4 separate regions of the Mus musculus genome follow, and regions 2, 3 and 4 are each linked to region 1. A link is a contact called in public promoter capture Hi-C data. All regions are on one chromosome and are shown on one strand. Each heading gives the region's core, a stretch centred on a gene start, on an enhancer-like site or on the middle of the called end of the contact. The rest is flanking DNA. Distances are from core to core; before and after follow the strand shown. Region 1 holds the start of Sik2 (salt inducible kinase 2). Region 2 holds the start of Il18 (interleukin 18). Region 3 holds the start of Dixdc1 (DIX domain containing 1). Region 4 holds the start of Colca2 (COLCA2 homolog).

The links. Promoter capture Hi-C pulls out the DNA fragments that hold promoters and counts their contacts. Capture Hi-C pulls out chosen DNA fragments and counts their contacts.
Region 2: a contact with region 1 is called in a promoter capture Hi-C map of embryonic stem cells, with 4 times the contacts expected there. The contact joins the promoter of Il18 here to the promoter of Sik2 in region 1. A contact is called at or near these places in 4 of 39 promoter capture datasets (the C10 cell line, embryonic stem cells, liver and 1 more) and 2 of 9 other capture datasets (adipose tissue and liver).
Region 3: a promoter capture Hi-C map of erythroid cells shows a contact between it and region 1, with 2.6 times the contacts expected there. The contact joins the promoter of Dixdc1 here to the promoter of Sik2 in region 1. A contact is called at or near these places in 2 of 39 promoter capture datasets (erythroid cells and neural stem cells), 7 of 484 Hi-C or Micro-C datasets (the Ba/F3 cell line, adipose-derived mesenchymal stem cells, embryonic stem cells and 4 more), 5 of 115 datasets of contacts at active chromatin or transcription factors (bone marrow-derived macrophages, embryonic stem cells, fetal liver and 2 more) and 2 of 9 other capture datasets (adipose tissue and embryonic stem cells).
Region 4: a contact with region 1 is called in a promoter capture Hi-C map of adipose tissue. The contact joins the promoter of Colca2 here to the promoter of Sik2 in region 1. A contact is called at or near these places in 11 of 39 promoter capture datasets (the 3T3-L1 cell line, 3T3-L1-derived adipocytes, the C10 cell line and 7 more), 2 of 15 datasets of contacts at CTCF or cohesin (embryonic stem cells and large pre-B cells), 41 of 484 Hi-C or Micro-C datasets (the AML12 cell line, the Ba/F3 cell line, the C2C12 cell line and 26 more), 6 of 115 datasets of contacts at active chromatin or transcription factors (the NIH/3T3 cell line, embryonic stem cells, forebrain and 1 more) and 1 of 9 other capture datasets (adipose tissue).

What each region holds. Positions count from the first base shown.
Region 1 is chr9:51,007,022-51,011,210 of GRCm38.p6, reverse strand. Sik2 (salt inducible kinase 2) reads left to right here and starts at 2,138. Exons shown (of 16, transcript NM_178710.3): 1 at 2,138-2,470. The coding sequence starts at 2,336.
Region 2 is chr9:50,552,401-50,556,589 of GRCm38.p6, reverse strand. Il18 (interleukin 18) reads right to left here and starts at 1,890. Exons shown (of 7, transcript NM_001357221.1): 1 at 1,613-1,890. Bco2 (beta-carotene oxygenase 2) reads left to right here and starts at 1,452. Exons shown (of 12, transcript NM_133217.3): 1 at 1,452-1,569.
Region 3 is chr9:50,726,122-50,730,310 of GRCm38.p6, reverse strand. It overlaps Dixdc1 (DIX domain containing 1), which reads left to right and starts at 2,327. Exons shown (of 20, transcript NM_001374656.1): 1 at 2,327-2,525. The coding sequence starts at 2,466.
Region 4 is chr9:51,276,231-51,280,419 of GRCm38.p6, reverse strand. It overlaps Colca2 (COLCA2 homolog), which reads left to right and starts at 1,866. Exons shown (of 5, transcript NM_001195681.1): 1 at 1,866-2,080; 2 at 2,730-2,824. The coding sequence starts at 2,765. It overlaps Gm32819 (a long non-coding RNA gene), which reads right to left. Exons shown (of 9, transcript XR_003948163.1): 2 at 3,181-4,189; 3 at 3,028-3,069; 4 at 1-2,882.

The DNA of each region.
Region 1 (4,189 bases), core at 889-3,388:
ATATGCATCCAATTCTATTTTCAACTATTGCCCTGACAGTATTCCTTGGTGCCATGTTTTTCCAGGACCATGTGCTGCATTAGTGGCAAGTCTCTTAAGACCTTAAATCTAAAATTCTTCTGCAGTCTTTCTTTCACGACAATGGCAACTTTAAGCATGCTGGGTAATTAGGGGATAGATGTGTGCAGTTTACATTTTTCTGCTTTGTTTCTTCGTGACAGATTCAGAATATGTACTTTTAAAGTAATATCACTTCAGAGATATGTCCTGGGTACTTCAGATCAGAGGGCCCTGTGTGTTATTTTATTCCAATTGCTAACTAGGATCATTCTATCAGGAAATTGACTGTCAGATTTCTTCACTATAATTTGTTATCTTTTGTTAATCCTTCCCAATGATTTTTTTATTCCAAAGATATTTTGAGACTGTTTAAATACCCTATTCCCCAACCAAACTTTACCCAATGACTTTAACAACTATTGTTAATTCTTGTCTGAGCCAGTTATTACTATAACAGCCACAAAATGGTGATTTCATAATTTTTACATGCATCCTCTTCTCATTTATCCTGACTGGGAACATAGCTCAGTGATACAATACTTGCCTAGCATGGGTACCGTTCTGAGTTTGAGTTTCCTGAATGAGATGGGGAGGGCATAGACATTTAAGGGGGCTTATCACATATACAATATTTCTGAGAACCTGTCTAAAAAAAAAAGTAAAGTGACAAAATGAAGTATGAGCTCCTTCTAAGATTTTAATGTAGGCTGGGAATGGTGACACCTGCCTTTAATCTCAGCACTCAAGAGACTGCCTAGTCTACATGGCAAGTTACAGGCTATCTAGGGCTACATAGTGAGATGATGTTTCAAAAACAAAAAAAAAAACAACAGTCCCAAAACAATAAAACACTAGGGCCTAAGAGATGGCTCATTGGCTAAAGTTACCTACAGCAACCACCCCTAGGACTCACAGAGTGGAAGGTGAGAACCAACTCCCACATCCTGTCCTCTGACTTCTTACACAAAATAAAAAGTAATGTGTGTTATAGTGTATTTCCAAAATTGTTGGTTTTTGATACTTAGATTGGCTCAGATTTGGCACTGGTGGGCCCCTTCAAGCTGGCTTCTGACATATTCTTCCTGTTGTATACAAGGAATCCCCTGGTTTACTCATATTAGATCTTTCAAGAGCATCTTATACTTGCCCCCGCTGTCATTACTCCCAAACGAGTTGCGTTTCTTTTAATGGACAATGGGTACCCAGGAACCAAGGTCTGGACACACATAATATATTTCAAGATATTAAAATGTTGTGTTTACTTAGGTCACCATATGGAAGACTGGTGTGATGGGTTATAATTAGAACTCTAGCATTACCTGTGTGACGTTGGCAACTCCCTTCATTCTGGCAGCCTGCTGCGTCATCTGGAAACAAATCGGATTAGATACTTTTTAACCGTTTACAAGTTCCCAAAGCGTTTTAGGATAATACCGGGTCACCTCTCCACAGAGACATGCTCAACTAACATGCTCAACCTACATTTCAGAGGTTCCAGACTCCGAAGCCCATTAGCAATTCCAAATTCCGGGCTTAATCATCTCTGGGGTCTCTTTAGCGCTGACATTTTTTTTTTTTTTCTGCAAGTGACCGACTGCTGTGAGTAGGAATTTAGACGTCAAAAAGTGGAGAGACTTATTTAGTACTGACAAGGGAGCTAAAATGAACACAAAGAAAAGAGGCTGTGAGCAATGCATTGCTCAGCCACGGTGCTCCTCGGGCTCCAAATTTAGCGCTGCAGTCCGCTGAAGAAGAGGTTTTGGCGGGAAGGGCTGCCCCGGCGGAGAGCGCCCGCCAGGCGACCCTCCAGGAGACTGGCCCAGTGCATCCTCCGCACGGCCCACCAGGGCTCGCTCTTGCGCTTCTGCTGGAAGGCAGGAGGAGCGGGGCGGGGCGGACGGCGACCCCGCCCCCGGCCGCGACGCCCTCCTCAGCCTTCTCAGGCCTCGCCGCGGCCGGAAGCCTCGTGCCCGCCCGACCCGCGCACCGCCCCTCCCTCCCGCCCCCGACGTCGGCGCGGCTGCGGTAGCCATGGTGACCGGTGGAGGCCCGCCCCCGCCCCCTGCCCCGGCCCCCTGACGTCGGCTCACGTCAGCGCCGGCGCGCGCCTGGCTGGGCCCTGTGGGGCGGGAGGGAAGCAGCGCCGGAGCGAGAGCCGCGGCCGTCGCCCAGAGCCCAGGCGCGCCGCCCGACGCCCTCCTGCCCGCTCCGTGCCGCTTCTTGCCGGCCAGTTCGTTCGCGTTCCCGTCGCCGTGTCCTGCAGCGGGGGCCAAGCATGGTCATGGCGGATGGCCCGAGGCACTTGCAGCGCGGGCCAGTCCGGGTGGGGTTCTACGACATCGAGGGCACGCTGGGCAAGGGCAACTTTGCCGTGGTGAAGCTGGGGCGGCACCGGATCACCAAGACGGAGGTGCGGCCCCGGGGTTCGGCGGGAGCGTGGCGCGGTTGCGCCCCGGGCGGGGGACGGCGGGCCTGGCACTGCGGGGACCGCGGGGTGCAGGTCGAGTGTGTGTGGGGTGTCCCCGGGAAGCCACACAGGCTTCCGTCCCGACTCTCCCACCCGGGAACCTGGTCTGTGGCCTCGGCTCCTGAGCACAAGTTCCGCGTCTTCCCGGCTTTCGGCTGGGGGTGGGGTGGGAGGGGAAGTCTCTGTGCTCCGGGGCCGCGCGGGGACCAACGTCGCCGGCCGGAGAAAGGGGACCAGCAGCTCCCAGGCTCGGCGGACGCGGAGCGCGGCCCGGACCAAGCCCTCCTCTTCTGCCCGGCGAGGAGGGGGTGACGCGGACCGGACTGGTGCGGACGGGCCGCTGTCCATCTTCTCTGGGCCCGCAGGGTCTCTGAAACGGTTCTTTGGCTGGCTTGATCACTTGCAGGAGGTATAGCAAATACACCAGACAATAGAGCTGGTTAAAAATGGTCATCTCAGCTCTGCACCGTTCTCTGGGGTTGTCCCTTTACCAGGTGTGCATGCTGGCTGCGAGCACGCATTCCTTAAGCCACATCAGATGGACTGTACTCAGCTCTCGACAGCGTCCTGACATTGACTCTCCAGCATCCTCCCTCCGTGCACTGTACATATTTTCTCCCCAAGTCTGCGTTCTTACCTAGCCCACCCTCTTCCTTCCATTGCCTCAAGCTGCTCTCCTCGGGGTCTCTATTTTAAGACGTGCAAATTAAATACCTTGGAAAAAAAACGATCGAAACAAAACCATTTCTTAGTCTACAACCTAGTGGTTTTGACGTACTCTATTCTGCCTTGTGATTGCCACTTGAGTTTCACCGATTTTCAGTTTCTCTCCCCAGTTTTCATCCTTTTCGGGTTTTTTTCCTACTATGTTCTTAAGAACGTTCTAATCTTTGACTATAGGACCTCCACCCCCACCCCCTGCCCAGGATGACTTACGCTTATGTAAGGTAAAGGGCATTTAAAAGCCTTACTGTTTTCTTAGCAGTTGTACTTAAAAGTTTTGCTTCATGTCCATTTCCATAAAGAAGGAGGACATGTCTAACATGTCTTCACTTTTTGTTTTGCCTCACAAATCCCTGACACACCACTTAAATCTTTCTTCTTTAGGGCATCAGTACCAAGGTCAAAATTTTTCCTTTCACAAATTTACCAGTGTTATGAATCTAGATTGCTATAATGATAAGTATATTGACATTACCAAACTTTTGCATAGCTGAATTTGACCCCAGCATTTTTGTAATGATTAAAGTGTTTCGTTTTTATAAAGAGTTATGGCCAAATGTCATACCTTTACCTCGACGTTAAATTAAAAGGAAGTATCTTAAATGGGTGTATTTATGAGTCCTTTTCAATGACTGCCAAAAATAGCACATTACAGAGAGAGTCTGAACTTTTTGGTTACATTGTTGTGTGGTTGGATAACAAATCCATCCACACGATTTTTCTTATTAGCAATAGTTAGTGGTCAGTTGTTGTCAGATAGAGTTTAGTTAAAGTTGTATCTCAGAGCTGCTTCAGTGGCGCTGATGGCAATTTATACATTCTCTTCAGGGTGACAATTCTGATGGTGTCCCTTTCAAGCTGATATTTCTTAGGAAGCGAGCTAGGGGGCACTGTGGAGTAACATTGCCTATGACTGTCAGATCAGTTATATTTGTGATT
Region 2 (4,189 bases), core at 641-3,140, 450 kb after region 1:
TGTGGGACTCAGGAGATCATGGCTTAAACATGGCTTCAGCAGGCCACTCCTATCTTATGATAATATGAAGTGGAATTTGGTCTAGAGAAGTGGTTTTCAACCTTCCAAATGCTGCAACTCTCCATTACAGTTCCTCATGTTGTTGTGACTCTCAACATAAAATTATTTTTATTTCTGATTCATAACTGTAATTTTGCTACTGTTATGAATCAGGATGTAAATATCGGTGTTTTCTGATGGTCTTAGGAGACTCCTGTGAAAGGGTTGTCTGACCCCAAACGGGTCATGACCCACAGGTTTGAGAAATGCTGGTCCAGAGGATCTCTTAGATGAAAAATTCCTCCTCTATTCAAATAAAGCACATTTATGATTTTATTAAAAATGGTCTATGAAATATATAACATTAGTTGGCTCCAAAAAAATCTATCTCCACTTTTTATCATATAGACAATTGGTCTTTTCTGTGTATATTTTCTAATATAAGAATAGGGCACCACAAGGAATTTGTATTTTTAAATTAGGCAGTATCTTTTTACCTGGATGCTTGTAAACTTGTAAATTTTCATTCCATCAAGTTACATGTTTGTTTGAGGCAGGACCTATGAAACCCTGGATGGCCTAGAACTCACTCTGTAGGCCAGGCTGTCCTTAAGCTCTCAGAGAATTCCAGCTGCTCTGCATAGATTGCTAGAATTAAAAGAAAAGAAAAAACAATAACAAAATAATGGGGTGCTGAATCTCATTTTTTGTTATTTTTGCTTCCAAGCAGTGTTTGTTATTTAGGTTCTCAAAGATACTTGTTAAAATAATAAAATTATGTACTGTGATATGTATTTATGGTCTCCTGTCTGTGCTTTATTGTGAGAGAATGCTTTTCATAAAACTAATGAATATCACCTTTAATTTCAGCACTCAGGAGGCAGAGGCATGTGGATCTCTGTGAGTTCGAGATCAGCCTGGTCTACAGAGTGAGCTCCTAGACAGCCAGGACTATACAGAAAGACCCTGTCTTGAAAACCCAGCTCAACGCAAACTAAACCAAAAACAACGCCCCTCCCACCCCAAACACCTAATGAATGTAAAAGAAAAGGGATGAGAGGAAAGGGAAAAGGGTGAGCTATTGCCTGCCAGTCTAAATTGAAACTTCATTCTGTCTGAATCATTTCAGAGGAGAGAAGTTGTACAATGAACCCCTGAATCTGGTTCCATGGACTTAGCGGCAGGTGGGGGCAAATTCCAATAAGGAATGGTTAAGGAGGGAGGCTATTATTGGTCCAATTTTAATGTCAAAGGTTAGAGTTGGTTAGGACACTTGCCATAGAACTGAGACTAAGTTAGTGTTTTGAGCCCCGCCTCTCCTTTTCCCTCCCCTCCAGTCCCATTTGATCTCAGAGCCAGGGACAACCCAGGCTCATTATTTACTTAATCAGGCCAGTGGCTGCAGATTCAGAAATCTCAAGACCTGAGTTAAGAACTGAGTTAAATACTATTTCTCAACTGTTTCTGCGTTTCCTCAGCAGCCTTCTTGACACCGCAGGGTTCTTCCTGTGGCAGTGTACCATCGCCCAGGTAGGGGACTCCCCTCTACCCGTTCCTTTCCTGGGCCACTTACCAGTCTGCAGTTGGACTGCTGCGCCCGGGGCCTGAGGATTATAGCAGGCTTCCAAAGCCTCTTTGTGTGATGCAGGCAGCACACCACAGGGGAGAAGTGAAAGCAAGCTTGTTTTACCAACCACAGGATTGGTGTACTCATCGTTGTGGGAACAGCCAGTGTTCAGTCAGCTAATGTGACGCACTGGGGCAGGATTCAGCCCAGAGATCTGATTTGTCCTGGATGCCTCAAAGGGTTTTTCTCTATCCTGAGTTTTCCCAGCTGAAAACCACTGCTTTGTATTCGGATGCAAATGTTTGGTTCTCCTATTTGCATTCTGGGGAACTGTCTCAAACCCTGTGGTTTTTGTTCTGTAGCTTTCTATTATAGTTACTACTTCAAGGATTTATTTTCAGTGATTGGTTAATTATAGAACTGCCAGAAATGGCAACAATATGCACAGTTAATTATAAAGTTATTTAACCATAGTAACTTATATAGTATGCTGTATTGTATGTAAGGCAGCATGCTAGGTGCTAGGAGTGGGGAGGTATAGCTAGACTTTGTATTCAAAGAATACTGCCAGGAGAGGTTGTAAAGTGCACTGGCCTTTTATCACACAGGACAGCAAGATAAGGGCCACCAGAAAGCTCTCCGAAGTTGTAGCGAGGAAATGGGAATTCGGTGCTTAAGAAGCAGGTGACCCAGAAATTGGAACTTGAAGGTTGAGTTGCATATGCAAGTTTCATCTGAAGGAGATGAGAAATATCCTAAGTGAAGAGAATAGAATGGTCATGAGACTAGGGAGCAATCCAGCTAGGCTGGAGTGAACAGCTAGGGTGGGCTGAGGGCCATACGAGGTCTTTAAGTGCCTCGCCTGCTCAGGTAGTTTCAACAATTACAAGTGATTTGTGATTGAATGGATGGAATTCACATGGAGGAATGAATGATGCAGCCAGATTTACATGTAGGAGATTTAATATTCACATTATTGCACTGGTGGAAAAGCATCTTCCCCGCTCATCCAGATAAATTAGAATCTCTAGACCTGATGAGAGCTGGAGGCAATTGTCTGAGGTCTCTAACCCTTAAGATGGTCCAGTGGCTCCAGGAACTCATCTCACTAAGTTTCTCTTTCCAGACTTCAACTGAGAGGCTGCCAAGAAAGAGTCAAGGGCCTGAGTTAGGCAGCAGGAAGTGACACATAGGAAGGAGAAGTTGAGGTACCAGGGCTGAGGAAGATGGGCTTCGGATAGGAAAAAATCTGTAGTCCCAGGAGAGAGACTGATGAAGACAGAGTTACCCGTGCAGAATTTTGAGCCTGGGGAATTTATATGTAAGCCACAGAGTCATCTTTTTTTCAAATTTCCCCTACTGGCCTGTGCCACTGGGGTCAGAAGAACTGTGCTGTAAGGAGAGTGAGCAAAATGAATTCAGTGCCCACAGAGAGACTGAAGCGAGATGTTTGCTGGTGGAAGAGCTGATTCAGAAGAGGAGATAAAGAGTTGAGAGTCGGGTCGAAGACATAACTGGAGAACTTACGAATCAAGATGAGATTACTAAGGGCCAACGTTGAAATTAAAGGGTAAAGGTCCAAGGTTATACTTTGACATTTCCTTGGTGATAAGAGGTCAGTAGAGGAGATTAACATTTGCTAAGTATCATTGCATTTCATTATGATGGGAGGTCTGAGTAGGAGTCATTAACCTCTCTTAACCCTTATTTTATTTTCGATAAAACTTGAGGTTTGGCAGGGTTAAGATGTTTGCCTAAAGTTACCAGCTAATGAAGAAGGAAGCTGACGGGAAGCAGAATAGTTAAACAGCAGCAAAGTTAAAAGAGCAGTTAAATGTTAGAATAGCTCATCTCCCAAGCCAAGAATGGAAACAGGCGTAAGCAGGTGGTGGCAGCCATATCAAGTACTCCATACAAAAAGTTTGAGGAGTATAATAGGATCAGTAACATGGAGCATAGAGCAGACAGATATGTAAATATAATCTAACATGAAGACGCCACAGAGATGGCTCAGTGGTTAAGGACGCTGGCTGCTGTTCTAAATGATTTGGGTTTCATTCCCAGCATGCACATGGTGGCTTACAACCATCTTTAATGGCAGTCCCCTGGAATCCAACACCCACTTCTGACCTCTGAGGGTACCAGGCATACACATGGTGCAAAGACATAAAACATAAAGTATTTATAATTCATGCGTATCTAGTTGGACTGTTCAATTTCACTCTATGTATAATAGGGAATCTACATTTTATCAGGGAGTCTTAATCTAAAGGGAGAAGAAGATAAACTCACCACTGTTTACCAAAGAAGAGCAAGGAATGTCTAGATTTCTCTTTGCTTTTCTTCAAAGCATTTTCTTAAGACCGCTAATACTACCTATCATTCCTGCCTTTTACTTCCTGCTTGTTTCACCCCAGAGACTATTAGGAATAGTCTATATATTAGGAATCGAGTAGAGTCTGGGAGTCTAGGAATTCGGATTTCAGCTCCTGTGCCAGAGAGTAATGGATTGTGCGTCTGTTGCAAATAATCTTTAGACAGGACTGAGATGGGATGGCAGGATGACTCATCTGACCCCCTAGG
Region 3 (4,189 bases), core at 1,078-3,577, 280 kb after region 1:
GTCATCTTTGGCTTTTTAGGCAGCTGGAGACCAGCCAGGGCTACCCACGGCCCTGCCTCAAAAGACCAAAATGATAAGCAAATCGGTTGCTTTGTAAGTCTTCTCTCCAAAGCACTGAGCTCCCAGGCGTTGTTCCCATCAAAGACTGGAGTTTTGAGAAACCGTGATTTCTTGGCATGGATGACTGTCTGTAGGCCTCCCTCTGATGCCCAAACTGACTTATATAAACTGAACATTTTGGTTTTTCATCATTAGGTATGTAGATGTGCCATGTGCAATTCTATGCCATTGCAAGTCTGCTCATAAAGGGCCCCATTGTCTTAAACATGGGTTAGTGAGTCTCCTGGTGGTATTTTGCCTTGGACTGAAGGAACAGTAGAGAGTCTTGGTGAACCACCCTGGCTAGCTGGTGGAGGACAGAGAGGTCTCTGACTTGCAGAGCGCTCAGGATCGGTTTCACTTGGTATTACTGCTTTCCTCTGGCTTCAGCCTGAGTGGAACAGTCAGGATTTAACCAGCTGAGCGACCAGCTCAGGGCAGGCTGACACTCAGCTTCCTGCTTCTTGTGGTCAAAGGCACTTTGTTTGTTTTTTCTTCCCCAGAAGAACTTTGTGTTTAGCAGCTTTAGATATCTAGTCAGGCTGCCCCAAGTAAGGGTTTTCTTATCCCCTAGTGACCCGAGGAGGAGGCCATTGGGTTAAATATGATTTAGTAGGCTCATTATAGACTTTTCTTGCTGAGGTCCTAATGGAGTCTGAGGGAGATACAGGATGGCTAGAAAATGGTTTGTAATTCCTTGATTATTGAGTTGCGTGTCCCTGACCAGCTGTGTCCTTGGACAAGGCTCTGATCTCCTCTGGGTCTTAACACTGTAATTTCTCCCTTTTGTCTAGGATCACAAGATGGAATGTAAAATGGACTTTCTTTCTCTCATTCTTTCTTTCTTTTTTAAGATCACTTAGTCCAAGCATGCAAATGACTAGTGTTCTTAAAAATAAACATCAGAGCTGTGACCTCAGCCAGGCCACACGAGAAAGAGGCTCTGTTACACCCAAGGGTGGATGCTTTTACCTGACAATGTACAAGGGCATTCTTGGTGCTTTATTTTAAAACTCACTTATAAAGTATGTGTTCCTTTCTTTCCTTCTTTCTTTCAAGAGCAGGTCTCATCTATATGGTCTGGAACTATATGTGGCTGACCTGGAACTTGCTATATAGACCAGGCTAGCTTTGGACTTAGAACCTCTAGAGTGTTGATCTGGTGTGTGTGTGTGTGTGTGTGTGTGTGTGCGCGCGCGCGCACGCGCGCGTGTATGTGCATGCATATGATAGGTGTATACCCCCATGCTGGCTCTTAGAAATTATTTTATTATAAAACCAATTAATTAGTGTGTGTGTGGGGGGGGTGAGCGTAATGTGTGCCTGTGCCCGAGAGATGTGAGTTCTCCCTTTCCACCTTTGCATGGCTCCAGGATTGAACTCAGGTGTCAAGCTTTTACAAGAGCCTTTATCCCCTGAGCCATCGTGCCCAATCTTACCCCTTAGCATTTATTTTGTAAAAAAGATAGAAGATCCTTGGTGTGCCTCTGACGTTTCTATTATGATGGTATGATTTGTTTAGCGCTGTTCAGTTACTTATAGTCTACAGTTACTTACAGAGCCCCAGCCCCAGCCTCTCTCCTCTGGCCCCTTTTTATTGTTATTTCTTGTCATTCTATTTCCTCTTATTTAAATTGCTTCATTCTCCAACCCCGAGTGGGAAAAGGTTGCTGGTTGTCTCACTCTCAAGCCCTGCGTGGAAAAAGGTTGCTGTTAGTCTGGAGAATGGAGTAAGGGGTGGGTGGGGTAATCCTGTGACTCACTCCTTTCCCCACCCACCTTGTGATGAGGTGCTTGCAGCCTTAAATGAGCAAAGTGACTACATACGTGTGTGTGTGTGTGTGTGTGTACGTGCGTGTGCGTGTGCGTGTGCGTGTGTGTGTGTGTGTGTGTGTGTATGTGCGTGTATGTGCGTGCACACGCTCGGGGACGCCCGCCTCCAAACGTGCAGTGTAGTGATTGCAGGCATATGCTCAGGCTGGCAAGCCCGCTTGTGTCAGCGCGGATGTGTGTGTGTGCTCACGCGTGTGTGAATGCTCGTTGCGAGCACCCGTGCGGAGCCTGCGTGCGCGCCCACGGCTTCCCCGCACTCCCTGGAGACCCGGGGCTGCCTGCTAGCGCCTCTTGCCTGTGCGCAGCGCGCGCCCTGCTGTTTCTATAGGAACCAGCACAGCGCCGGGCCCCTCCGGCTGCAGCCCGCGCGCGAGCATGCCCAGTGCAAGCCGCTAGTTTGGCTCGGGTCTAGGTTTCCAGTAAGTGGCATGCGGGACTCCAGAGAGCTCCCAGGGAGCTGAGCTGATCGCCTTTGTGTACAGAGGGAAGAGACGGTGGCGTGACCCCACCCGGGAAGCCCCGCGGCAGGAACAATGCTAGCCTGCTTGACCCGCGGGAACTTACTGGACGTCCTGCAAGAGGGCTTCAATGAGGTAACTGCCCTGCTCCTCCCACCCCCAGCTCCCGGTCACCCCGCGCCTCCCGCCTAATCTCCCGAAGGGAATCCTGGGGGGCGGTGAGGGGCATCCTCCCGGGGAGCCCATTTAAGAGCCTGGGTGGTAGAGTCAAGGAGGTAGGTGTGGTGCAGATGCATCAACCCGAGGACATCAGAAAGGCGGTGGGCCTCCTCTAAACTGGAGGGATTGAGTACCTTCCCGAGGTGGGAAGGGCAGGCAGGACTACGGACTCAGAAGGCATCTTCTTGCCGAAAAGGTGGTCCCCACGCCTCCCAGGGACTCTCCAGGGACATCCTAGAGGGAAGCCCTGAACAGATGCGGCAGAGCTCTATTTCAGGCGCTAAGCGGATGAGTCACGGGAGGGGTGCGGTGGCGTGGCATTGGTAGAAAGTTTGAAAGAGGGTAGGAGACTGTGGGTGGTCCACATGAGGGGTGAATTTCCTGAATCCTGCACATCCACGTGCGAATTTCCTGAATCATGCACATTAGATTTCTCCACCACTGAGGAGGACAAGGTTGGCTGAGAGGACCAACCTGGGCCTCAGGCCCAGTTTCAGGAGCTAATATTAGTGTGATTCCCTTCTGTGAGAACTGTGGTGGGGAGCTGCAACCTGACAGGAAAGGTGGGCCAGGATTGACCCAAGCAGGCTCTGTTTTCTCTTCAAAAGTTTCTCTCAGAATTCTGTTACCTCTTCCATTTGCTTCTTTTGTGACTCAGGCTACTCTTGTTTGCTCCTCAGTCATCCTTTGGTTGCTTTAGGCCTGCAGCCGCAAAGGCATAAGCTATTGGTCATGGCTTCCTGCCTTTTCCCTCAGTTCACCTTTCCCTTCTCTATGGGTTTCTTAAATTTCAGATTGTGTGTGTGTGTGTGTGTGTGTGTGTGTGTGTGTGTGTGTGGTGGGGGCCTTGGGGATGCTACCAAGGTGTTTTACCAGTACTCCACTCCTCCACCCTTTACAACAGCCCTTGTGTTTTTAGAATCAGTTTTTAGTCAGATAATATAAACAGCCCTGTGTGCAGGGGTGACTGAAACTAGGACCTTGCAGTATGACTAGGGGCTTGATCACTGAGCTACATCCTAAACCCATTCTCTTCTTAAATATTAACATTATGGACAAGATGGACGAGCCTTTGTGCCCTTGCCGTCTCTCACCCCCTTCCCAACCTTTCCCCTAGAGGCAACCAGCTATTCTCATGAATTTCCATGTAGGTTTTTTTTTTTTCTACAGCTGCACGGCAGGCTTCCCCCTTGATCCCTGTTTCTAATTAGGAGATCCTACATTCTGACCTGCCTTAGAACCTTCCCCAGTCCTGGCCCCTGTGCCCCAGCCTTATTCCTGACACACACAGAAAAAAAAAAATCTAATGGAAACATTCTGCCACTGTGACCAACTGTGCTGGAATTTTCCTTTGGCTGAGGGGTGTCACAACCTTCATTAAAGGGCAGAGCTTGTATCCTGCCTGCCCGGCAGGCCTCCTCGTCTTCCCATCACTCTTGACTGAACACATGTAAGGGAATCGCTAACAAAGAGCTACAGACCCAGAGGTGAACACAGAAAAGCCAGGAAGCACACCTCTTCTAGTGTCTGCAGGATTCTCAGTCATCTACCCTCACTCTCAGCCCCAGGGCCTTCTCTGC
Region 4 (4,189 bases), core at 617-3,116, 270 kb before region 1:
GCTGTGCTGGTCTACAGCTCCAAAGAGCAAAGAGCGCTGATGTTTAAGGACTGCTTGCTGGAAGCCCAGTGTCTGTGACCTAGCAGGAGGGAGGATGCAGACTGGACAGGCAAGCCTTGTGGCCAGGCAGGGCCAGAGGGATACAAAGCACAAAGTTTTGGCCTCTGCCGTCCTCTGACCTGCAGCCTGGGCCCAAAGTGGCTCTTTGCTGTGCCACACCCTCTGTCTGCCATGTTCATTCCCCAAAACCTGCCATTTCCCCTTAAAATGGAGAGTGGACAAGAGAGATTCAATGTGGCTGTCCAACCTGGTTCAGGTGGTCCACAGGGAACAGCCTAGGTCAGTGGGGACTTCAGGGCAGCCTTTGAGGCACTAACATAGAGCATCTTTGAGGACACCTGCTCTGCCTGTGGGCAGGTGGACAAAATGTTTAAAATAGGAGAAAAGCAAGGGTCAGGACCCAAAGGGATCTCCCTCTCTGTTTCTCTGGACTCTCTGTGAGGTGCCTGTGTGCAGGATTTCTGCAGAAGATAGTCCATTTTGTTAAGCCTTTGAATATTCAAATTGAAAGTATCGCGCAATCATTGATTGTCAAATCATGGGTTTCTAGAGGTTTTAAATACTTGGCATGAGGGGGAAAAAACTCAAACCTATACCCGAAGGTATAAAACATTAATTCTGTGTGTCTCCTGATCCAGGGACCTGGGTGCTGCCTCGTGTTTTGTGAAACTTTAAAAATGTCGCATCTCTGCCTTTCTCCCTGCACAGGAGCCTTCCTAGGTGCTGAGTCTCTGAAGCTGCAGCATCCAGTCTCCAGCCCAGCTCCTGCTGACCAGGATGTCGGGTAACTCAGATGCTTTTCCAGGGGTCGGGTCATGAGGGCCAGGGGCACTTGGATCCGAGTGTATTTCCTCTGCTTTTCCTGCGTATAACAGAGAGGCACAAAGTCAGGGAATAATAGTCAGGGCCGGGCATGGATCCAGAGAGGACGCGATCCCGCTGTGTCGGGTCCCTCTGGGTGACTGCCCCCCAGAGCAGAGGCCCAGAGACCCATAAGGCCACTCCGGACAATCGAGTCCCCCACGCCCCTGCCTGCCCTTTCACTTTTCCACCTTGGAGTCCTGGGAATTTGGAGGCGCCGACCTTGTGAGCCCAGAAGCGGCGGCGCGGGGGAGCTAGAGGCTCACGGTGAGCCCTGGACTGGAGCAGGACGCACCCGGCAGGGAACTGGGCTGGGGCTGGTCCCGCGTGGACCCCGAGGCGCGCCCGCGCTGCCTGCAGATCCCAGAGCCGACCCAGACAGTGGGGATGGGAGGAAAGGAGACTGGAGCGGAGTGGGCGCGTCCTGGCACTGCAGCAAGACAAACCGATGCCCAGGACCGGGAAGAACAGCGCACTAACTTTCCTTAGGGATCCTAACTTTCAGGATCTGGCTCGTGGGTGGGGGTCTCCCTGCTGTCCAGCCGCGGTCCCTACACTAACCAGGCGAGGCGCTGGTGGCCTGGCACTGTCTCCAAACGCCTAGGCCAGGGGCCACTGTGCTCCGCCCCTCCCCGTGATTCTAATAAGCGCTCTCTCCAGGGTCAAGGTCGGGTGGGAGTCACACTGGGCTTCTAAGTCAAACTCTATTCGGAAAGTGCCTCTGCCGGGTCTAGCCTGGCCTAACAACCAGTCAGACCTACTCACTGCGCTCTGCCGGGACCCCAGGCGGTCACCGGTCCCTCCCAGCCGACCCCCGCCTAGCACAGCCGGCTACTTGGGCTCTCCCAGGTCTCCCGGCCCAGCTCTGCCGGCTCAGGGGCGGCCCCTTCCGGAGGGCTGCCTCTAGGCGACTGCGCGGTCCTAGGGAGCCTCGGGATGCCATTACTCCAGAGCTGCAGCTCTTGCTGGAGAACTCTCCACAGCTCAGTTCTCCAAAAGCCTGCACCGGAAAGGGAGGGGGTGGGAAGAGATGAAGAGAGCGACAGAGTCGGAGACTAGAGGGAGGAAGGGGGTGAGGAAGAAAAGACATTTTTGAAAAAGAGAAAGGACCGACAGGAGACTATTTCCCGATCTTGGCTCCTTTTCTGGGGTCAGTGCAGTAAGTCCTTAACAGGGCCAGGACAGACTGACTGCCCCGACCCCTGTAGCTTGTCGCTTGTTTCAGGGCTTGCTTCCAGACCAAGGGCACCACAAATAAAGGTTGTACTTCCCCAGAAGCCATGCCTGGATTGATAGAGGAATACAGTGGGGCGGGGGGCATGGGGAGAGGGGCTGTTGTTCACATTATGGTGAGGTCCGCGAGATCAGTTGGAAACAGAGAGCACCCCAGATCCACAAGCTGAGCCGGAACCCCAGATTTAATATCGTAGCCAAAATAGCAGGCTTGTTTGACCTCCCTCCACATTCCAGAGCAGAACAGCTGGTACTGTCCTGAGGATGGGGCCCAGCTAGGGATGAATAATTTCATAGATGCCCACAGATACTGTTCCCACTAGGACCCTGAAGCACCTGCCTGTGCTTAACCTTTTCTAGTTTGAGAAATGTGGGTATTTTTTAACGTTATCTTTTCTTTCTTTTTCTTCTTCTTCTTTTTTTTTCTTTTCTTTTTCTTTTTTCATTCTCTTCGTGTGTTCTGCAAAGGTAGAAACTTGGCCTTGGGTATCCTAGCCTTACCAAGGGAACCCTCACTGTATCCCCTTGACACCCAAGCTTTGAAACTGACCACTAACCCTGTTGCCTCTCCCCAGAAAAACCTAAGGTGTATCAAGGCGTCCGTGTGAAGATGACCGTGAAAGAGCTTCTGCAGCAAAGAAGGGCACACCAGGCCACCTCAGGGGCAAACGTAAGCACCACCCTCTCCGTCTCTGTCCCTCCCAGTCCATCGAAGGCTTCGTTCAGCCCTGTGTCAGGGAAGATGCAGAGGCCACCCATAAGCACAGCCCTGTTCAGGGATTCTTACATCTGTCCCCAACTTCCCAGGTCACCATAGGCAGCCACCAAAACCTGTGGGACATGGTGTAGGGCTCAGGACTGTGGGAGGCTCACCTCTCACTGCTCATAGCTGAGTGGGGAAGGCTTCTTGGTCCTCTGCAAGGAAGAGAGGCAGCCAACAGGTTAAATATGTTTTTATAGTGTTAAGAGAGTATAGATACAGCCCCAACAAACTCATTGAAAAAAAATTATCTCCCAGAAACCCACCTAGTTTCTCTGTAATTTAGGCTCTGAGGTCATGTATATGAAAAACCAGCAGTCACTGGAAGTCTCTGGAAGAAAAGGCCTCTCTCTCTGGAATACACAGAACTATGACAGAACTGATCTGGGTAGTCATAAGACACTCTGACACCTCACATTTATAACCCAAGTGCTTGGGGCAGCTGCAGAACCATGTAAACTAGGCGTGCTTGTCCACCGAGAGAGAGTTCAATTTGAAGAGCCTTCTACACGTGACACTGTTAGTGCTTGTGGGTAGGTGTAGGTGTGGAGGGAGGATCAGACAGGATTCCAGTCATCTATGACTTCACTGGTCTGGTCAGCATGTGATCCTGTGCAAGTTCCATGTTGGACTTCATGAATGGAACTTTGGCACCTCAAGCAACAGGAGGGAGAAATTATGGAGTGATGGTGAGATAGGTTTCTGAGCCAGAGGACTTGGGCTTAGTTCTCAGTGACTCTGTGGCACGTGTCCTCCGATACATTGACTTACTAGAGGCTTCTTTGTCTGTTCCCCTAATTGTTCTGTTGAAAGCTAAGAAGAGTTGTATAAAGGCTAAATAAGTGTTTAGGGGCATTCTCCACAGAGAGTGCTCAACAGATCACTAAAGTAAATTCCAACCAAGGGTGGATGGGCCGTTTGCACTAATGTGTATTACACCTTTCTCTCAGAACTTAGAGTTGAAGCACATTTGCTATGATTTGATACACACAGCTAGATAAATTAGTTGTCCCCATTTGCAGAATATCAGGCAACAGTAGAATGTTCTTATAATACTAAGGTGGATTTTCAGTGATTCTTTGTTCAAAGTACCTTTGTATATTCATTATTTCATTTGATTGTAATGATCAGATGACATGAAGAGATCAGAAATCTGTATGCCTCATGACAGCTAAGATCCAAAGTCTTGAAGTTAGAAACAGGCTAAAGGTAGAAACAAGATCATCTTATTTTTCAGTATTGGCTCTCTAAACTCATCTTTCTACAGAGCCGATC